Regions from separate parts of the Ovis aries genome. Here region 1 is linked to region 2. The links are chromatin contacts, called in public Hi-C maps. All regions are on one chromosome and are shown on one strand. The core of a region is the stretch at or near the end of the contact, and the rest is flanking DNA. Distances in the headings are between cores, read along the strand shown. Region 1 holds the start of MTA3 (metastasis associated 1 family member 3). Region 2 holds the start of OXER1 (oxoeicosanoid receptor 1).

Region 1 (5,418 bases), core at 2,594-5,093, 230 kb before region 2:
CCTGGGTGTTCTTTGGAAGGACTGATGCTAAAGCTGAAAGTCCAATACTTTGGCCACCTCACGCGAAGAGTTGACCCATTGGAAAAGACTCTGATGCTGGGAGGGATTGGGGACAGGAGGAAAAGGGGACGACAGAGGATGAGATGGCTGGATGGCATCACCGACTTGAAGGATGTGAGTTTGAGTGAACTCCAGGAGTTGGTGATGGACAGGAAGGCCTGGCGTGCTGCGATTCATGGGGTCGCAAAGAGTTGGACGCGACTGAACTGAACTGAACTGAACTGAATCCCTCATTGGGGAACTAAAATCCCATAAGCCACTTGGTGCAGCCAAACAGAACAAAATAAAAGGTAAGAACCTTCTCTTTTGGCCAAGAGAGAAGTTTTGACCTTATCTGGCAGATGCCAAATTTGGTCAAATGATCAGAATGATGTTTCAGACAAAAAGACTAATTTCAGCAACCACAAACAAACAGGATTTGAGACACTGTTCTCAAAGTACCACCTTAGCTCTCTGTTAGAGGAGGCCTGTGGGAAGCTCCCTCTGCGATGTGCAGCCTCAAGTAACTCAGTCATCTTTCAGTTTATCTGTTTGGGATTACAGATAATGGTTTTCACATAGCTACACGCAGAGTAAAGCTTAAAACTGGACCATTAAGCCAAGAAAAACATTGTTTCTGCCTGAAATATCTGCGTATCTAGGAAACAGTTCTGACTTGAATAATTATATACATACATAAAATGCATATACACAAATTAAACATTTATCTTCCTCCTTCACTTCTTTTGCAGTCTTCCTCTTTTCCATCTGTCTCTTCCCTTTTTGGTTTCTTTCTCGTTCTCCCACTAAAGTTATTATTCATGTCTCTCATTCCTTTCCAAGTGCCTCACCTTAATGATCTCCAGACTGCACTCCTCTCCCCCCAAGATGCCCTCTCTCCTCCCAAAATTATTACTCAAGTCATTTCACTGTTTTTGCTTATATAGTGACTTAGCCAATTCCGCTCAATATTTGTACTAATAACTCATTTCTCCGATTTCCTTTGCTGATGTACCTTGAACTTTCACTAACCTTAGAATTCTACAATTACTAGTGAATAACTTCAAGGCCAATCATTTTCCTATGGACCTCTGAAAGAATCAAGGATTCTTGATGTATTTAGATACATAAATTAATTTCATTCACTGATGCAGTATCCAATAAATAATTCTTTCCTGTAAATCAAAAGCTCAGAACCTAATACATTAAACAAAATGCGTTTCCTAATGAATCTCCTTTCAAAGTATGTATCTTGGATTTTATGCCAAGGCAGCTTATCAGTAACGGACTCCATGGTCCCAGACAGTTTTGTGTTTGAGAATTAAATAAAAATCTTTACTCTCCAAAGGAAGAGTATTATATGGAAGTAACACACTCCAGTATCAGGCTCATAGTACCACTGGAACCATGCACATGTCTATGAGGAAAAGACTATCAGGCAAGCAATTGAATTTTTTAAATGAATGGAAGGGGAATTTTAAATTAGGATCTAAGGTAAAACACATGATACAATGATGTGTTTGTGCCCAAAGAGGCTGTCTCCCTTGAAAGTCTAACTTTCCTGTTTATTCCTCCCACCAAACATGCAAAATAAATTCACTAGTACTAAAAACAGAAGTATGTCATCACTACTGAAAAGTAAGCACCATCGAAGGAAAGATCAAAATATTTTTCTTTCATCCTAGTAAAGTGAAAAGAAAAACCACTAAATACTGTAATACTGTTTCTGGGTTTAGGGCAGTTTCCTTGTTTTTCTTCCCCTCCCCAGCCTGAAGATCTTCTAGAAGTCACATTGGCACCAAATGGTGGACAGCTGCTTTACTAACTCCGTACTTGATAGGAAAAGAAGAGAGAAAAGGGCACAGACATCCATTATTTAGAATCTATCGCTAAATTAATCTTCTTTATCACAATTCCATTACAATATATTATGCAGCGTGTACGTGTGGGCAGTGTACAGCCGACCACACTCCATGATAACAAGGCTTCCTTTTTTCAAACACCATCAAAAATTGGCAGATAATTCAAACTGCTCTTAGTATTCAAGAATTTAACCTTGGACTAACAACAGAAGTTCAGAGAAATCTAATTAACCAGTTCCTATTTGGTCGAAAGTAAACTACAAAGATGAGAGAGGCTTGTCATCTCTATCTGTCCCTCCCCAAGGCTGGCGATTCGCCCTCAAGAGGGGCGTCTAGTGCGCACACCAGAGCCGGCTAGAGCTGGGGGAAAGGGCGGGGGGGCAACCCAACCCCCTGGCTGACCGCGCCTGGGGCCTCGCTGGGCCCAGAACCCAACTGAGCTCGGCATCCCAGAGGCAAACAGGACGGAGACTGGACCGACGGACGGGACGGACAGACGCGACAGGACGGACGTGACGGGCAGAGAAGCAGTGCATCCTACCCGGAGGGCTCCCTCCCAGGGCCGGCGGAGTACCTGCTCCGGTCATCCAGGCTGCGATTGTCGGCCGCCGCGGCGCGCCAGTCGGGCAGTGTGCTGGCGCACAGCACCACCATGGACACGATCACGAACACCACCGACACGCTGGCCAGGATCTGCGCGGCCAGCGACGACGTGGGTTCCTCGAAGGTCCGCCGCATGCGCTCCAGCCAGCGCCGGGAAGGGGCGGCCTCCGCACGGCCGGGTCGCGTCTCGTCCCGGCCCAGCGCGCCAGGCTCCTCGGCGGTGTAGAAGGTGTAGGTATCGGACATGCGGTCGTCGAGGCGGCGCTGGCAGCAGTACTCTAGGTGCGCGCCCTCCAGGCCCCAATAGATCATCTCGTTGTAGAAGGAGAGTTCGCACATCCGCGGCGCGAAGCGCAGCTTGCCGTGGCCTCGGACATAGAGAAGGATGAAGCCGAAGGCCTCCGAGTGCCGGTCGAAGAAGTACTCGTTGCGCTCGTGGTCATAGTCGTCGCACACCTCCAGCACGTCGCGCTCCGAGCGGCAGCCGTGCAGCCGGCTCACGCGCCGCAGCGGGAAGTCCTTCAGCAGCTCCCGGGACAGCGAGTACCGGGCGCCGCCCACGTTCAGCACCACCGAGGCCGCCCCGCTGCGCCCGAAGGTCATGGCTGGCTGCCCCGAAGCCCCCCAAGCCCGGGGGCGCCGCCGCCGCCCCCTCCGGCCGCCGCGCGGGGCCTGCCTGCGGATGGCGGAAGGGGGAGCGCGCCGTCGGGGCCCGCGGGCTGTCCGGCCGGCTCTCCCTCCGGGCTCCGCTGCTGCCCTTGGCTGGCCCGGGGGCCCCTGGCTCTAGCCTTCTCGGCAGCCCAGCGCAGCTGCTAGCGACGCTCCCTCCGCACGGCGGTCCCTGCAGGTGGCCGGGGAGTCCCCCTCAGGCGCCAGCGCTGCGCCCCACTGGCCGAGAAAGAGGCTGCCAGCGCCGCCGCCCCTCGCGCCTGAGGGATGCTCCCTCCGAGGCCGGGGTGCCCTTTCAAGGCGGCGGCGCTGTTCCCCCCCGCCCCGGGGGCGTGCGCGCCGAGAGGAAGCGAGGGCGCTGGATGGCTCCGGGTCCCCGGCGCTCCCTCTGGCCACGGCTCCGGCAAGCGCCCCACCGCCGTCCAGAGGCAAGAGGCAAAGTGAGCGGGTTCGGAGGCGGCAGAGAGCCGGCCCCGAGAGGCGGGGGCGGGGCCTCCTCGCGGTTACCCCTCCTTGCCTCCTGGCTCCGCTCCGCTCACCTCCCTCCGCGCGCCGCCCTCCTCTTCCCACCCGAGCCCGCACCTCGCTCGGGCTGGGATTCCCCGGCGCCCCGCCCTGGACCTCGGGCTCCCCGCCTCGTGACGCCGTCCTCCCCCTCCGCTCTCGCCTGCAGTGGCCGGGAGGGGTCCGCAGAGCAGGGATGCGCCGAGCTTGGAGCCCCGAGTGGAAGGGGCAGAAAAGCCCCGCGCCTGGGGATCTCAGTTCCCGCGTCCCTCCCCGGACCATCGGGATGACTTGGGGAGTCCCCAAGAGCCCTTTTAACGGCCCCCCAAAAGGAGGCTGCAGGAGGGTAAGGAGGAGTGAGGACTGGGGTGCAGGATTTGAGGGGCGGGGACAGACGGCTCTGGGAGAGCTTTTTCCAGAAACTCTCCGGAGCCCAGCTAGGTTTCTGAGACCGCCCCACAGAATTTCTCAAGAGAAGGCACCCCAGCAATTCTTTTCTTGCCGACTTTGTTCCTTCCTCTCCCGGCGCGGAGACCCACGTACCGCGTGCTCCGAAGGCGGCCACACATCCCAGCACCCAGCTTCCGTGCCGCCTCTCTCGGAGGGGAGCGGCTCCAGCCCCCGCTTTCTGGGGCACCGGTCCTAAGAGAGCGCCTAAGCTTAGCGCCCCTGGACCCCCTCGTGACGCTCCCTGTAGAGTGGGATGAAAGTCTGGGGAGAATTGTCTTGCCACTGGCAAGAACAGAATTTTGCCTGATCTTTGTCTGCATCCTCCTTTTCATGTCTTAATTTCTCCTGTGCACCTCCGAGCCGGCTGCAGCACCGGCCCTCGAGCTTGAAGAGCCCTTTCAGGCTCTGCGAAGGGTACTTCCCTGGGCACTGCTCGATGCCCTGGGAGTGGGCTCCACTGGGCAGGGATTATTTTAAACTGCTCCAAGCAATTCACACGACCTCCGGCACAGGCAGCCCTGCTCGCGCAGTACCCGCCAGAGGCGAAACAGGTGAGTTGTAAGGCTAACTGTTAAATGCAAAACATACGAAAAGAAAAATTAAGAGTGTGGTGGGGTGAGGTGGGATGCGGTGATCTGGCTTCAGAGTACACCAGCTGGTTACTGGGAAGGGTTTTACTTTGCCCTTCACTTTTCATAATTGTGTAGGGTTATCTAGTGCCCACTAGAGGTCACCAGAAAGAGTCGTGTTGCTCTGATTCTAGTGTGGATTCTTAGCGAAAAAGCAGACACCTAAAAATTGGAGTGCTCACAAAGTAAAATCATTTTGGGTGGTTTTTTGTGCCCTATTTTTTTAAATTGAAGCATACTTGATTTTTAATGTTCCAGGTGTACAGCGAAGTGATTCAGATATATAGAGATAAATATGTAGAGACACTATATACAATTTTCCAGTTTTTTTCCATTAAAAGTATTTTCAAGATATTGAATATAGTTCCTTGTTGGGTGATTTCTTAAAGAATGCAAATCTCTATAAATTTTTTATATCTAGACTTGATAATTTATCTTAAAAGCATTTAATGTAACTAAAAACTCAAAAATGGGAGTTGTTTACTTGCTAAGCTGCTACTAAACTAGAAAAACATCCTGAAGGAAATGTTTCAAGACAGAATCAAAAGAAGTGATGGCCATGAACTGGCAGAGAGAAAGAGCAGAGCATGTCTAATAGCAAAATCACAGGTGTGGAGGATTAAAGCCTGAAAGAAAGCTAATGCATCGGTTGGCTGAACGCA
Region 2 (4,852 bases), core at 1,050-3,549:
GCTGGACGTCCAGGGCCTCGTGCGCAAGCAGAAGATGAAGAAGGCCAGGCTGTTCCCCACCAGGCCCAGGACAAACTCCATAACCAGGACTGGCGCCAGGATGGCAGACACTATGGGGGAGGAGGCTGGGTGGCAAGAAGCAGTGGCCTCTCCAGGTGACCCCAAGGCAGTGGTCAGGGCAGAGGGAGAGGAGGAGGAGGGAGAGGAAGGGAGGGAGAGAGGTAGCCAGGAGGGAGAGAGAGAAGGAAGGGGAGAGGGATGGCTCAGGTTAGGAAAGCCCATGGGCTGCTTGGGCCGTGGACCTGAGAGACGTTTCTCCAGCTGTCTGACCCCTGTGCAATTGCAGGGGTCAGTGCTCGCTATCAGCTGGCCAGCACAATGACTCAGTATCCTGGGGGTTTCATCATCATCCTTGCAGCCACCAAGAAACACCCTGTGTTCCAACTGCAAGTGAAGAGGAACCCTGCTGCTCTCCCTCCCTCTCCACCTCCCCAGAGTAGAGAGTGACCAGCCTCTCTACTGGAATCTGCATTGCCTCTGGCACACCAGAATGAGGGCTCAGCAAGGTGAGTGGAGGCCCAGAGGAACCCTGAAGCGGGAGGAAGGCCTTGCTGGGGTGTGGCTGGGGAGTGTGTTTACAGCCCTGAGTGGTCAGACATTTGCTTGCCTGAAGGCAGGAGCTGGTCCTGACAACTCACAGCTCTGAAGACCATGCAGGCCACCCTGAGCCCCCACCCCACTCCCATCACAGATACAGACTAGGTGGCTCCCTGCCCCCACCAACTCTGGCAGCAAGGGCTGGGAAGCCAACAAGATGTCCTGGGAGAAGGAGGCGGGGGTCCAGTTGACACCTTGACCGTTGTGCTCACTGCCTAGTAGGAACAGCCTGCTGTCCTGATTCTCAGATTCCTGACACTTCCAGAGTCTGTGATGGTCCCAGGTCCACATCCATGATGAAGTACATCCCATGCGCAGAGGGCTCCCCTGCCAAGTTTTACTGCCATGCCCTGGGGACCTGGGGGCTTCTCCCACAAACAGAACGATCCTGAGAATCCTAGAGTTGCCCTGCTACTGTTCATCCCACTTGACGGGCCATCACCCAGTATTCACTGCAGAGAGGGGAGCAGGGGGCTAGGGCTGGTTTCAGACAAGGTCTAAATCCTGCTCTCCCACTGCGTGGTGTTCCCATGAGTCTATGGGGCCAGGCCTGTGGGCAGAGATGGGGTAACATGGGACAGCACCAAGAAAGGCTGTGGTTCCAGGCTCCACGATCTGACTCCCCCTCCCCTGCCCCGCTGCCCCTGTGCCAAATGGCTGTGGTTAGCAGGATGCCCCGTGCTGCCAGCTCAGTCTAGAGTCTTGGGGTTTCAGACAGTGGATGCCGGCCCCTCTCCCCAGACACACCCCAACAAGCCTCTCCCCTGCCCTGGGCTCCCACTGGCCAAGGCTGAGGGCAGATAGGGTGTAGGGTGGTGGGACCACCAGCCTGAGCTTTGAATGCAGACAAGCCTGGGTTGGAAACAGAACTGCCTGCCTTCCAAAGCTGTCTAAGCCTCAGTTATAAAATGTGGTGCCACCACCTTCTTGGACAGTTGTAAGGATTCAATGAAGTCATTTCTGTAAAAACTTCTGGCAAATCCCCTGGCACAGAGTTGGTGGTCAGAAAAACAGGGAACCTAATTTTCATGATTTTCTGTCTTGGATTAGACACATCCTTGGAACTAGGGGGCCCTTCTAGGCACACTGTGAGGCCTAGATGTGTGGCCATCTGGGCACACTGCCTGGGGGTGCCTCTTGGGACATTGATGTTCCCTCCTCAGCTCCTGTACAGAGGAGCGTGTCACTGCCCTAGAGTGTGGCAGGAGAGGAAGTCCTCTAGAGGGATGGTGGGTGAAGGTCTGGATACCCCTCAGGGTCTTTCAGCAAAGTCAGGGTCTCCTTTGCCGGTCTGTCAGTGGAGGGGATCCAAGCAGTTAGCTGGCAGGCAGGGATAGGGGAGGCAGGGTTCAAACCCAGGTTTTCCAGAAGAAGCCTAGACTCTACCCAGGGACTTGTTTCATCCAGACATAGCTTCAGTTCCCCCAGCAAGTGACCCCTCGTCGACTTCTCCTTGAAGCCCCAGGATACTGAACCCCAATCTCCTGCTGCAGCTTCCATGATTCATCTCGACCCACTGCTGCATCCTCAACTCCCAAACTCCTGGGCCCCACGGGGGCCTGTACATAGGGAGGGGGGAGCAGGGGGAGGGCAGAGCAGGGGGAGGGGGCCAGGTGGCCCTCCCCCTACCACCAAGCCCCTCGGAGGCTCGTCACAACCTTCATGTATTAATCGTGGTTAACTCCACCCAGGGGATTTTGTGTTTTTGTGTATTTCTACGTTTTTTACAATGAGCACAAATCATTTCTGTTCTTGGGGAGAAAAATCCTCAACAGATGCTATTTCTTAAAGTTATGTAAAAAGAAAAAGTGAGAAAGAGACTTCAGCTGTGCCCCCAGGACAGGCATAGAGCACGCATGGAGGGGCACACACAGCGCGAGCACTTCTCTAAACACGCAGGGGGCTCCACCCCAGACCTTCCACACGCCCATGGTCTCCTGGTGCCCAGACCCCCACACACACAGTCATAGGAGCACTCAGTGTCTGACAGAGACCCCAGGCCGTGTGTGTGCAGACCCGCAGGCACCTGTCGGCCAGCAAGCCTTTATTGAGGGCTTCTTGGCGGCAGGCAAGAGCTGCGCTGAGCCTGTGGATGGAGGGCGGTGAGGGGCCGGCCCCCAGCAGCAGTCCACCTGGCAGAACCACGCAGGGCAGTGGGCTGAGGGCTGTTAAGGGAGAAGGGGAGCTGCGGCCCCCAGGAACCTGGCAGCCTAGCCGAGAGGACAGGAGAAGGGATGATGATCGTCTCCAGGGCCCAGTCCAGGGGATGCTGAGTCTCTGAGCAGCAGTGTACGTAGAAACAGTGGGGCTGGGAGAGTTACTTGGCCAGGGTGGGTGCTCTGGGCCCACAGTGGGAGTATCAGTCATCCCAGGGACTTCTTGCAGGCGGGATCCTGGGTCACAGATAGGGCCACGGAGCCTTGCCCTCGCTCCCAGCCATACCTGTGGAGATACAAGTAGGCAGGGTCAGATAAGGCTGGGGCCCCAGGGAAAGGAGGCCAGGTCCACAGCAGGGGGTAGATCTTCCCTGAGGACTCACAGAGTCCCAGCTGGCACCAGGAGGCTGTCATCAGGGGTCAGGCTCAGGCGCTGTCCCTCCATCGTCACCACTGAGGAGCCCTCCTGGGAAAGAGGAGTAGGAGAAGTAAATGGAGCTTGTTGGGCCACAGCGCCTGTCCGAGCATCCCTGAGTCAGCCTTGGCAAGGAGGCCCTGGGAACTGGTCCATACTGTGGGCATCCAAGGCCCCAGAGCAGCCCGGTCCCCAGGTGCAGGCAGGAGGCATGCCACCCTCTCCCCAGACCCCACTTGCCAGCTGCCACAGCCACACGTCCACGTCCCGTCTCAGGCCTTTGCTGCTGCCTTGTCCGTGGATCATCACCTGGTGGGAAGTGACACGGGTCTTTCTGGTGCATCCTGCCCCACGCAGGAGAGGGCTTTGAACCCGGCCCCCAGACACCAGCCCTGTGTGGGCCAGGTGGGGGGCCCACAACGCAGCCTCTGCGTATGCAGAGCAGAGGCCTGGTCTTAGAGAGGAAGGCTGCCCAGGCCACAGGCCCTCCCACCCCGATCCTGTCCCAGCCACCTGCTATTGGGGGTCACACGTGCCTGCCCTTCACACGCACATGCACATCTGCTCCCTCTGACACTCGACACAACTACTGCTGACCCCGTACGGAGGCACGCCTACCAGGGAGACACTAGGCTCGTGCGTGAACGTGGCACAGGGCAGGGCCCCAGAGGATGCCGTCCTCCCTTCCTCTGTGTGATGCCAGGAGTCTGACCTAAGGAGGTGGAGGGAGTTGGGAGGGGACGAGCAAGAGGGAGAGGGAGGCTGAGCCTCTCGGACCTCTATCACCTTGGAAGCCCACAACCGCTGAGTGGGCCATGCTCCTGCCAGCCCCGAGTGGGCCTCAGTAGCTATCTGCTGGAGTGAATTGAAGCAGGGAGGAGGAGGGGGTGAGAGAACAGGCGGGAGGGGCTTGGTGGGGCGTGCTGGCTCTCATGGCCCTGTGGAGCTCAGGGCTGGGCTGGCCAGGCCTCTTGGGGCAGGTCTGCACCCAGTGAGCGTCCCTCCACAGGGGTGTCTAGGGCAGCCTCCCAGGGACTTGACAGTGGCCAGCTGTAGAGCATGAGCAAGCGTGAGCCCCCTGGCAGGTCTCCCCGTTGCCACACTTGCCGGGCTGGTCTGGGCCTCACACAGGCTACAGTGATCTTTCTGAACTACCACTCCAGTCTGATCACCCGTCCTGCCTCCACACGAGATAAAAGTCTCGTCTCCAGCATAGTCCTCACACCTTGCCCAGCCCAGGGGAGCTGCCAGCACCTGGGCACTGCCTGCTACTCTGGCCATCTAGCAGTTGTGCCTTCTGCCTACTCCCTTGTCCTGGTTCCCCAGCCTCAGCTGTCTTCAGTGCCAACTGTTTCAAGCCTCCGTGCCTTTACCCAGGCTTCTCCTTCACCTGGAATGCACTTTCCATCTCCCTTTCTTCCTTTGCAAACTCCTGAATAGGTTTAAGATTCAGTTTAGACATCACCTCCTCCAGGAAGCTGTCTTCCCTCACAGCCTGGTTCCTCCTTTATCGTCCTATGACTTCCTGTAGCTTCTCTACCACAGAACATATCACATGATCATGGCAATCGTTTATCAGACCATACACACTCTGAGGGAGTGACTCTATCTTATTTTCCTACTA

Evidence for each region. A called contact is a pair of places that touch in the nucleus more often than the background predicts.
Region 1: a contact with region 2 is called in a Hi-C map of hypothalamus, with 3 times the contacts expected there. The contact joins the promoter of MTA3 here to the promoter of OXER1 in region 2. A contact is called at or near these places in 3 of 16 Hi-C or Micro-C datasets (hypothalamus and tail adipose tissue).

What each region holds. Positions count from the first base shown.
Region 1 is chr3:81,608,606-81,614,023 of ARS-UI_Ramb_v3.0, reverse strand. It overlaps MTA3 (metastasis associated 1 family member 3), which reads left to right and starts at 3,843. Exons shown (of 18, transcript XR_001038666.5): 1 at 3,843-4,678. It overlaps KCNG3 (potassium voltage-gated channel modifier subfamily G member 3), which reads right to left and starts at 3,615. Exons shown (of 2, transcript XM_027966894.3): 1 at 2,476-3,615. The coding sequence starts at 3,107.
Region 2 is chr3:81,379,342-81,384,193 of ARS-UI_Ramb_v3.0, reverse strand. OXER1 (oxoeicosanoid receptor 1) reads right to left here and starts at 2,299. Exons shown (of 2, transcript XR_006059218.2): 1 at 1-2,299. HAAO (3-hydroxyanthranilate 3,4-dioxygenase) reads right to left here. Exons shown (of 10, transcript XM_012172799.4): 8 at 3,469-3,537; 9 at 3,197-3,279; 10 at 2,661-3,099. The coding sequence ends at 3,021.